Linked DNA regions of Arachis hypogaea: region 2 is linked to region 1. Evidence: chromatin contacts called from public Hi-C data. All regions are on one chromosome and are shown on one strand. The core of a region is the stretch at or near the end of the contact, and the rest is flanking DNA. Distances in the headings are between cores, read along the strand shown.

The links. Hi-C and Micro-C count contacts between places; a contact is called where the count stands out from the background.
Region 2: a contact with region 1 is called in a Hi-C map of leaf, with 2.2 times the contacts expected there. The contact joins the enhancer-like site here to the promoter of LOC112775929 in region 1. A contact is called at or near these places in 3 of 8 Hi-C or Micro-C datasets (all in leaf).

Annotation. Positions count from the first base shown.
Region 1 is chr19:1,995,740-2,001,499 of arahy.Tifrunner.gnm2.J5K5, forward strand. It overlaps LOC112775929 (pyrophosphate-energized vacuolar membrane proton pump), which reads right to left and starts at 3,155. Exons shown (of 8, transcript XM_025819838.3): 1 at 2,506-3,155; 2 at 1,086-1,660; 3 at 568-947; 4 at 264-350; 5 at 1-168. The coding sequence starts at 2,773.
Region 2 is chr19:2,081,072-2,086,831 of arahy.Tifrunner.gnm2.J5K5, forward strand. It overlaps LOC112779488 (protein REDUCED CHLOROPLAST COVERAGE 3), which reads right to left. Exons shown (of 24, transcript XM_025823782.3): 21 at 5,550-5,681; 22 at 5,307-5,419; 23 at 5,135-5,216; 24 at 3,040-4,889. The coding sequence ends at 3,312. Among protein-coding and RNA genes, the nearest start is that of LOC112779488, 13 kb to the right of the region's middle. Within about 2 kb of position 2,655, at least 3 of the 3 cell types and tissues checked have open chromatin away from gene starts, as enhancers often do.

The DNA.
Region 1 (5,760 bases), core at 1,905-4,404:
AGGGCAGCCACAGCAATTCCATACATTGCAGCAAAACTGAAACTTACGAAGATACTTATGGCAATGGCAAAAATAGGAATAATGACAGACTTGTATCCTAGCGCAAGGCCAAAGATGACATTGGTTGCAGCTCCAGTCCGGCAGGAATCAGCAACATCTTGTACAGGGCTGAAAGTCAATCACAAAAAGGAAGTTAAGGGCATTACACATCTATCTATAAATGAAATATAGTAAGGCACGTCAGAAACTCAGCATTCAGCTACCTGTAAGCATTGCTTGTATAATATTCCGTGACAAACCCTATAATAAGTCCAGCCCAGAGTCCTACGGCCACACATAGGAATAACTGCCTGAAAATGTCAACCATGTAAAAACAACTCTATTAAAAACGTTATCAACAATCCAAGATAACAAAAATAAATGAAATATGGGAATATAATCAAGAAACGGAGACACGAGGTTTTAATGGAATAATCTAAAGCAATACTATGTATATACAAAACCAGGCCAAGAAATTCAACAAACAATTTTTTCCCATAAAAAAACATTAAAACAAACTTAACGTACCAGCTCTTAACTTCTTTCTGAGCTCCAAAGTTGAAAATAGTGAAGGTCGATGGGAGAGCAAGCCAACTAATAATTGCAATTCCAACAGTCATGAGTGCTGTAGAAATGATAAGCTGCTTTTTCAATGCTGGTTCAATTTCCTTGACGGCTTTGATCTCAAAGAAATCAGTTGCAAAGAGAGTAGTAATCAAACAGATGAGAATGCCCACAGAGCTGACAAGTAGGGGATACAACATGGCAGTGAAGTCATGGTCGATTCCAAATGAGGAAATGGAAGCAACAACAAGGGCAGCACAAGATGATTCAGCATAGGAGCCAAAAAGATCAGAGCCCATCCCAGCAATATCTCCAACATTGTCACCAACATTGTCAGCAATCACCTGATAAGATCATGAAAATGGATCAATTGTTTCAGCAAATACAGGGAGGACTGATGAGATAACTACATTATTCTTCAATCAATTCTTCCTGTGAAGAAAATGGAAAAAGGAAGTAGAAAGGGGGGAAATGTGACTTACAGCAGGGTTTCTTGGATCATCCTCAGGGATATTTCTTTCAACTTTTCCTACAAGGTCAGCACCAACATCAGCAGCCTTGGTATAGATACCACCACCAACTCTCCCAAACAGAGCCATGGAAGATCCACCCAAGCCATAACCAGTTATAGCCTCAAAAAGACCTTCCCAATCATCACCATAATATATCTTAAAGACATTAATGGCAATGTAGAGCACCAAAAGACCATTTGCTGCAAGCAGAAAACCCATCACTGCACCAGACCTGAATGCAGTGATAAAAGCCTTCCCAACTCCCTTTCTTGCTTCCAAGGTTGTCCTGGCATTGGCATAGGTTGCAATTTTCATCCCAAGGTAACCAGAGAGAACCGAAGTCAAAGCACCGAGCAAGAATGATACAGTACTGAACAATGCAGTTGCAAGGGCTGGCTTGCAAATCTTAGTCTTGTCATATGTGCAAGCCTGGCTCTTGGTGCTGAAGCTTTCCACAGAACCCAGGAAAAGGAAGATCAGAACCGCAAAAGCAACCATGAAGATTCCCACATACTGATATTCAGTGAAAAGAAAGGATGTGGCACCTGCAAACAAATTCAGAGCTTGTAAGTACAAAGACCAAAATACCCATCCAAGTCCCAACACTAAATGTGTAAGCAAATCAGCAATGTGCCATATTAGTCTATCACATGCCATGCGGTGATTAGGTATCAGCATTCTAGATTAAGGAACCACCACAGTCAGGTTGATTATTTTAAAGCAAATTACTTTCTTCATCAAAATCATAATATTTATACAGGCAGCAGGATATATACCGATTTAGGATGCTTCCATCATTCTTGGAATCAGAACAATTTGTAATATGATAAAACCCCACAGTAAAATATCAACAGTACTAGATGGATTATTAATTAATTATTAATTTATTACAAAATAATAATAACAACAACTAAAAATAATAACCGCACTAACACTAGATAATAATAGGACGGATGTACTAATAATAGCAGATTAATAATAAGAAAAACAACGACTTCATATTAAACCATAAAGTGATAAAACACTAAGATATTTTGACAACAGCTATATTTCAGGCTTTCAGATAAACAGATAAAGCTAGATCTTTGTGTATCCACTATTCACGATAATATCTAGTAGTAGCATTCAATTCCAATAATTCGGGAACTTAATCTACACAGTCGTTAAGACCGCAAACGGCACAGAAACACGAACACTTTAAATCCAAACAAGCACTAACAAGCTTATCCTTTCGAAAGCATAACTATTTACTAACACAACTACTCAACCGAACAAATAAGAAAAACAAAAAACAAAACACAAAACGTTAGATTCAGCTCCAAAAACGACACGCCAGAAAAATAAACCGACGACACAACGAGATCTCAAGTAAGAAAAGCTCAGATCTCACCTTCGGAGATGGCGCTTTGAATGTCGGCACACTTGACCACGACGCTATGGTCGTTGATTCCTTCCTCCTCTTCGATCAGGTAATCTCCGTAACCGTTCTTCCCGTTGTTGTTGTTGTTGCTGTTACCACTCGAAGACGACGTTGCGTGCGGTGTGAGCTTCACCTTTGAAACGAGGAACCACTGCACCAGTGAGAACACGATCCCGACGACGGCGCATACCGGAATCACTATCTCCGTCGCGAGCTCCGACAGAATAGCCCCTCCCATTCTCGCCGGAAAAAACCTAACTCCGCCGGTTACCTCACCGGAAAAATGTAAAGCGGCGTTCGCCGGAACACAGAGAGAAATGGAGTGTAAGTCACGGAGAGAATGTGAGCTCGAGTGCGGCGAGGCTTGCGGTTTTATAGCGGGGGAGAGAATGATGGGGTACGTGAAAGTTACGAACGTTATGTTGTACCCTGTTTTGTGACCGTTGGATTTGGTGTCATTAGATTTGAAGTGATTTGAACGGTGGATGAGTGAGGAAATGGAATGAAATTAAGGCGGGAGAGAGGAAAATGATTTTGGAGAATGGAGAGTGTGTTACACACGGATATATGGTAGTTTTTTATATTATTTATTATTTTATTTATTTTGGTATGCTGCGGACATATGGTAGATTTACTTGGAGAGGTTATATAGTGTAACTCTGGTTACGTAGGTGATAATATTCATACAAAAATTTTATTTATATATTAAAATTAATCATTAAAATTAATTATTATATATTTTATATATTAATATAAATATTATTTAATTTATTTTTAATATATTAATAATTAACTTTAATGATTAATTTTAATATATACCTAATATAATTGATATTAATATATTTTTGTAAGCGAATATTTGATTCAATGTATTTAACTATTTATGGTTTTTTTGTTATAATAATCATTTACTAGCATTATTTGCTGTTGACCAATAAAAAAGGATAAATTTTATTTACAAAATATAAAATAAAATATTTATACTTCTTTGAAAGTACAAACATATCTTAAAAAAAATTAAAGAAACTTTAGTAAGCTAAATCTAAGTTGTTTGGATTTTTGCTTGGCATTTATAATTTACCCCAAAAAAATTATTATTATATTCTAAGTGACACAAAAATAATTGCTTGCAACGTAAACCCTATTAAATGAAAATATTTCAAGTTATACATGCCTAATTGCTTTTATGTATGATGGTTCTAGTTTTGTATATTAAAACTCCGTTAAAAAAAATTAGTCTCATAATGTTGTCTTATTAACTCAATTTTAACCATCTCTTATAGAGAATACATATAATTTCCAAAAAGAAAAAAAAAACAAATACGAAAATAAAAAACTATTGAAATTTCTTTCAGCTTAATGCTTAATTACTCTTATTAATTTAAAATTAAAAAATAATTTTTTATAAACAAAAGTTTGAGAGTCAGTAATTTTTAATTTATAGTAATCCGTACTTTTGGCTAGCAACTCAATATATTTAGTTTATTAGTCTAATTTTATATTTTTAACTAACACTTTTAAATATTAATAGTTAATTGTTGGATAAAAATAATAAATTTTACTAATTTGGTAGCATTTTTTTCATTTTCTTTTTTTTTTTTGTATGCAACTTAGGTTGCATTTGATTTTAAAAATATGATAAAATAAAATACTAAAAATATAACACAAAAAATAAAAATATAAAAATTAGTATTTTTATATTTTATTTAATAATAAACTAAATATAAGAGAGAACAAACAAAAAAAATCTAATTTATCTTTATTTTTTTTTCACACAAAATTTAGAATTAAGAATATATTTTGATAGTAATAATAATAAAAAATAAAAAAAAAAAGTGTGTCTCCATTCAATATAGAAGTGATAATGAATATAATATGATAGGATTTAGACCTAATTCTAATCCTACTCGTGAATTTATTTTTTACTAAAATTCAATCTTACTCTATACTTATGTTTATAACATGTCAATTTTAATATTATCGTCCTTAATTTGGGGATATTCGACTCTATCTACGATTTCGCGAATCATAAAAAAAAATGTAATATCCAATAATTTGAGAAGATCTTGGAATTATAATTTAGTATGTATATATTATTAAATAAATTTAATTTTCTTATAAAAAATAAAAGTATCAAATTTTTAATTAAAGATCTTGATTTAGTGGTTAAATATTTTTTATATAAATACAAAATTTTTTATTTGATATTCATCTCAAATTAAATCAGATTAAGTAGGTACGAATAAAAGAGTAATTCAATGTATTATTTTTATATTCTTCGTGTGATAAAGAGGACACCATCGTATATCCTTATAAATAAACGCGGCAATCAAATTGGATCATCACCTTAAAGCTTTGGTATCATTAGTTTTCTTATTACTTACTCAAATAATTTAAACTAAGCAAAAATAAATATTAAGAAAGGGGCTATTATGCTTTATTTCGCTTAAGAAAAAAGTTAACAAGAATAACAACATATAACAATATATAAGAGTTATGACCAAAACATTTAAGAGAAATTATACTGTTTATATTTTTATAAATTTAATTTTTATTTTTAACTGTATTAAACTATAATCGCATATCATTAAAAAAAATGTATTATACCAATTTTTTGTAAAAAAAATGAATATCATAAGACTCTATATATATTATGATTGTTGGCATAGAGGAATATTCCGTATGCGTTAGGTAATTGGTGGGACCGAGGGTGATTTTCCAGCATTGGATGGAAGTAGGGTGTCGGTGATGAGTATGATGGGAAGAATGAAGGGTGTGTGATTAGTGGCTCCGGTGGTCATGGGTGCAGAGGATTGTGATTGGTGAGCTGAGAATATCGTGGGAGCTGAGCTTTCAGATTCAGCAAGAAACGGCCTTAGGGACGCTGACGTAAGCTGTTTTGAATGGCGTGCAAAGCATCCTATCCGATAACACATCCCTTTTCTCTTTCTCTGTTTTTATTTTATTTTATTATATTTTGGATAATCCAACAAAAAAAATATTGTCTAGTTAGAAAATCACTAGTTTTTTTTTAGAATATGTTTTTCTTTTCTTACCAAAATTAGGGAGGTTTGAATCCGCGATCTCTTAGATAAATATAAAGAGATTATGTCATTTGAACTATAACTCATTGGCAGTTCTTTTAAAATATGTTAATAATAAAGATTTTTAAAATATGATAATAATAATAATAATAATAATAATAATAAAATTTATTATAAGTAT
Region 2 (5,760 bases), core at 1,405-3,904, 85 kb after region 1:
ATTACCTCACTTCATTTTCAGACATTAAACCTAACTTTTTTACTTTTTCTATTACTAATATATATTATTTTCATAATGCATGACTAATATTGAAACAATTTCATTACGTCTATGTTTTTTTATATAGTAGATATTATTTGTCACTAATATTTTCTTAATAATTAACACATATTTTTATTTTATTAATTAAAAAATAATTTAAATACATAAATGAGTAATACTACAAGATCAAAAAAATAATCTTTCTTAACCAATATTTGGCCAACATTATATATCTAAGTAATAAATTCTAAACCATAAATATTAAATCCTAATTCCTAATGATATAAAAACATAATATTAACTAAAAGTATTGAGTAATATTAATGAAAAATATTGACTCCTAATATTTCTCTATTAGAATATAATGCTGAGTTGCTATGTATGCAGACCATTCAATTATATTTTGATAGACTTTATTAAAACTTAAATATATTAATGATACTAGTAATGGCTTAAGTTCGGTCAAGAAAATTATTACATACAAAATCATAATAGAAATTCAAAAGTTAAAATAATTATGTTGTGATAGAAAAGGCAAAAAAAAAAAAAAAAAAAAACATATAATAACATACATTGAAGGTGGACATATGGAATCTGGAAAATTCTTCTGAAAAATAATAATAGCACAAAGGGTTGGTTGAAGTAGTAATAAATAACTGATACTAAGAAAAAGCATGCATTTAAATTTTAATAATAAAAACTTTATAGAGAAATTAATTATTATTGCATATATAACACTTTTGTTTCATTACAAATTAAACAAGGATTAGTCCTATAAATAGTTCTAATAATCTAACCTTATAAACATACCTTGAATTCTACTAAACAAAAATAGAAATATAGCTGATCATATATTATATAGTTGTTTATGAAAGGGACATATTTTCTTTCATCAAACTTGTGATTAATTTCACACAAATTCAGGTCACCTGCTTTTATCCATTTGAGCTAATAGAAAAAGGTGATGCATAAGTTATGATCTTTGTTATGCTGCTACCATGATTTGGACATGTTGAACAACCAAATAATTATTAGAACATTAGAGAAACAAAATCTTTATATCTATATCTTCACTTAATGATAATTAGATTGTGATATAGTATCAAACTCGCCTATCAGAGAAAACAATTCATGAACCGTATTCGTTACCATGATTTTTTGGGTAACATTTCATAATTTAGGGTCCTACTAGTCATCAAATCAATAAAACAGTTTTCATATAGATGCATGCATACAAAAATAGTGTTGTCAATTATACCTTATAACAGTTTCATATATAGATTCATATGCATATTCTGTTTTTTATTACATGCAACTTGCTCTTCTAATTTAATTAATAACTTGTTTAATTTATTTGTCATAATTAGAAGCTTGAATTTCATTTTATCCTTGCATTTCCCTCAGTAATTTGAGAAGAGGATGTAATTATATTGTTGTTAAATTTGAGGTAAACACACTAATGTGAGAATATGGCAAATTGAATTTATTATGATTTATTTTATATTACAAACTAGAGTAAATGACAAATAAGTCCTTGAACTTTTGGTTTGTAGACATTTAAATTCTTGTTAAGTCCCCGATTTTTTCAAAATTTGGAGATATCGATCTCTGGATCTAATTTGTCCTATTTTAAAAATTTTTCCACGTGTGCATCCGTATATCGGCCACGTCAGTACAACGGAAGTCATGTTTGATTTTTTCGTTGAGCCTGATAGATCCAAGTGAACAGAGGGATCGATGTGTCCAGATTTTAAAAAAGTTAGGGACTTAAATGTATTTTCAAATTTTCGAAGACTTAAATATCCGTAAATCAAAAGGTCAAAAACCTATTTGTCATTTTTTCTACAAACTATGTTTTCTTGTCAATAGTAATTGGAAGTATATACACATTACTAATTAAATAAATGATAATAATGAAATCATGTTCCAATCAAATCCTGTTTTTTGTGTTGTACTTATACACATCAAATAACAATAATAATATTGGGCAAATTTGGTGGATTTAATTTGTTATATTATTGAAAACAATGAAATAGGTGCATCCCCTTACTACATCCATCATAGAAAAGTGCACATAAAATATTAAGTTAGTAGTTCATCACTCCAAAAAACTTTGGCCCCCCATTTTTTTTATTAATATATGTTTTGACAAACAATATTCAAGAGAAACCCCACAATCTAAAAGTCACAAACTGATATGATGCACCATGATAATCAAGATTATTATTATTGCTCTATATGTTTTCACATTCAAGCTATTAACGCACTATTATGCAGTGGTTATAACTTATAACCCACTTGGATGTGATGTAACTTAACTTTTTTATTTGGCAAGTTGTTAGAATATCTTAGCTTCCCTAATTGAAGTGAAGTGTGACATGCTCTTTACCAACATTAATGAAAAGAATTATAACCTCAATATAAACCCTACATACTATATAGTATAATAATCTCATTGTTGGTGAAAAAATTATCATTCAGAAATTAAAAATTTTTTTTTTACTATGTCAAAAATTTGGGCGAATCACGTCGCAAGTAAAGCCCAACAAGACCCATGTTACTTTTTTTTTCTATAAGGCTCATACCCTGACAAAAAAGGAAAAAACTGACCAGGCCCATACCATAGCCCAATATAGACTTGGAATTTTTCTTTTAATTTCTTACGGTATCTCTCAGCATAATAGGCCAATGATTAATCTGTTGTAAATTTGAACTTTATTTAAGGGTTTACCGTTGGTCAAAAAGTTGATATATGAACAAGGCGGAATTTGAACCCCAGCATAGTAGGCCAAGGACTAACTGTCACAAATTTGAGATTCATTTAAGAATTTGCCGCTGACCAAAAGGTTGATGTATGCACAAAGCGAAATTTGAACCCCGACACTTGGTTGAATAGAGTGAGCTAACGACTCAATCAATCTAAGTTGGTTAGACTCAGACCTTATTAATTGAATGTTTATGAACCTACCAAGTTCACTAAAACAGTAACAATAATACTGAAATGAACTTGCCAATTAGCTTTTTCTTTTATTAACAAATCAAAATCTCTAAGGAGAATAGACCTTATTATATGATGAAGAATAAACAAAGCCAATGTACTTCTGATATGAACAAACTAAGATTGGATGACCAAAATTCCTGCCATGTTGCTGCTATACACTGTCAAAAATATGATGTCAAGATCTTTGGTCAGAGCATACTCTCAGTCTCAGATGAACAAAACAAAAAAACATTGGAGCATTGGTGATGGTTTTCATATGATTCTCTATTCAACGAACTGAAGCACATATGGATTGTTGGTTGTGCAATTCTGTGACCCCATTTGTGATCTTTTGCTTGCTTTTCCTCCTCTTTGTTACAACTATGAATCCTTCACCATCTCCATTCACTTTTCTACTTACATCCTCAGGCTCTTCACTATCACTGGAATTTGGAACCTTGTTATTTTCTTCATCCCCATACGTGATTTTTATGATAGCACTGTCTTTAGCTATTGCATCAGAAGAAGAGTTCTCTGACTTTTCATGCTTTCCTTCGCTAGCTTTCGACTCATCCACAGAATCAATGTTCTGCTGAACAGATTTCACAAGAAAACTGAGCAATATCTGCCTTGCTATCTCCGACTTCTCGGACTCAGAAATGCTGCTTTTCAGAGAACTATCTTTGCCTTTGACGAATTTCTCATCGGCCTTGTTTTCTTCGGATGAAACATTGGCATTGCCAGTGTCTAATTGAGAAGCATTTCTGGGAACAAACTCGGGTGCATGTGGATTCATGATTCTTGGAGCACCATATGTTCTTTCCCTGATAGGAGTATGGCTTTTAGTGAAACCATGCTTCATGCGAAACGCATAGTTGGTTCGATAATATAGAGGTGATCTTGGACCACAAGGAACTCTAGCAGCAGCAGGAGGAAGAACAGGCTCAACAAGCATGCCTTGGCTAACATTAGCATCATATATGCTTAAATGGTGGTTTGACATAGACAACATTCCTGGATTGAATGGTTTTGCCGCGGCCGAAAGCTTACTACCATTAGTTTCTGTAGGTTTTACCTGATCTGGAACAGGGGAAACCTCAGATTCCGAGGAACAATTTTCTTGTTGAATTTCGGTTTCATGAGTTCCTTGAGTTTCATCATGCTTTGAAGCTGAATCAACTATGGAACTTTGGCAAGTTCCTTCATTTGTTGATATCACAGTTGAACTGGTGGATGACTCATTTTCGGCCTCATTATTTTCCCTCTCAACTTTCTCCAACAGTGGCTTTAAAACCGTACCTGGTGGTGCCAGCGCAACTTCTTTGTATGATATAGACTTGGAAGCCAAGGAACTTAGAGACGGCGGAGGAGACGAAATTTTGGACATGGAAGCTTTTGTAGGATGACTAACAAAATCCTCGTTGGAATTCTGGCTGCGAACTTTCGATTGTCTAGATGGAGACAGAGTAGCTAAAGTGACTTTTGGAGATCCCTTCTTTGGTGGTGAAGGAGTGTCATTCCTGTAACCGCCTTCTCTAAAATTATAATTATCAATACTGACCTTTGTCAAAAGAGGACGTTTTCTGTGTCCAAATTTGCGGTTGGCTGGGTTTGCAGACCGCCCTTTTGAATTAGCTTCTTGCCAACCTTCATCGGACGATGTCTCGTAGACTACTTCACTTGTCACTGGCTCATGCCTAGTTAGACCACTATTTTCTTTTAGTTCTTTGGAATCAATAACTGTGCTGTTTTTTTCTTCCACCGTCTTTGTAATACTCGTAGCATCTTTTGAGTCATCAAAAATAATTCCCTCATCCTCTGCTAGTCCATCATCATGTTCTTGATGGGAATCATTCAGTGGGACTATCTGAGAAATCACATACGCAACGCATACCAAATACATTATAAGATTCATGTAAAGTTTAAAAAGATGCATCTGATTTTAAACTAACCAAACTTTTAAGAAATAACATGAAATAATACAAGAGATTGAATGCCATTCAAAATGGACTTCAATAAATATAAAAATTTGTTCGGAGTATGGGCAGGAAAAAAAGATGTCACATGTTTTGATTGTATCAAAAATAAGAAGCAAGTATTGAATCTGCGAACCTTTGCACGACGTTGTTTCCTCTGAGTATCATTTCCTTTTGAGTCTTGATCAGGACTTATGAAATCCATGAGATCTGACACACTGCATGGAAAACAGAAAGGTCAAAACATCTCTGTGCTGTGAAATGTAAGCAATTCGAAACACAGTAATATGGGGATACCATGTCAGTACCTAAGGTGGCCTTTACTTGCAATAGATGCATCCGGCTTTGGAGTTCCATTTTTAGCCGCTTCTTGCTGCTCTATGGCTTTCGATTCGAAATATTCAAGCCATGCCGCCGCATCCTACATTGCAAACCAAAAATCTCAATAAAAAATGGCAGATAAAGCATCAAGTCAACCCAACCCAAGAAAGCTATTAAATTGAAGCTTCTTTAACATACAATGGTAAAAACCAGAAAGAAAAGGTATTGACCTGTGTACGAAGATCTTCAGGTCCAAGCTTTGCTTGAAGTATCTTGAGTGTAGTTTGTTCATGTTGCACACTCAGTGAATATGCTTCCATCAATGAAAGTGCTATCGCAATGGCGTGATAGCTAGCAGCAGTCTAAAACATGAATTACCACATACATGATCAGCTCCTGAATTATATGTTTATGATGGTGGCTTAAACTCAATTCTTACAA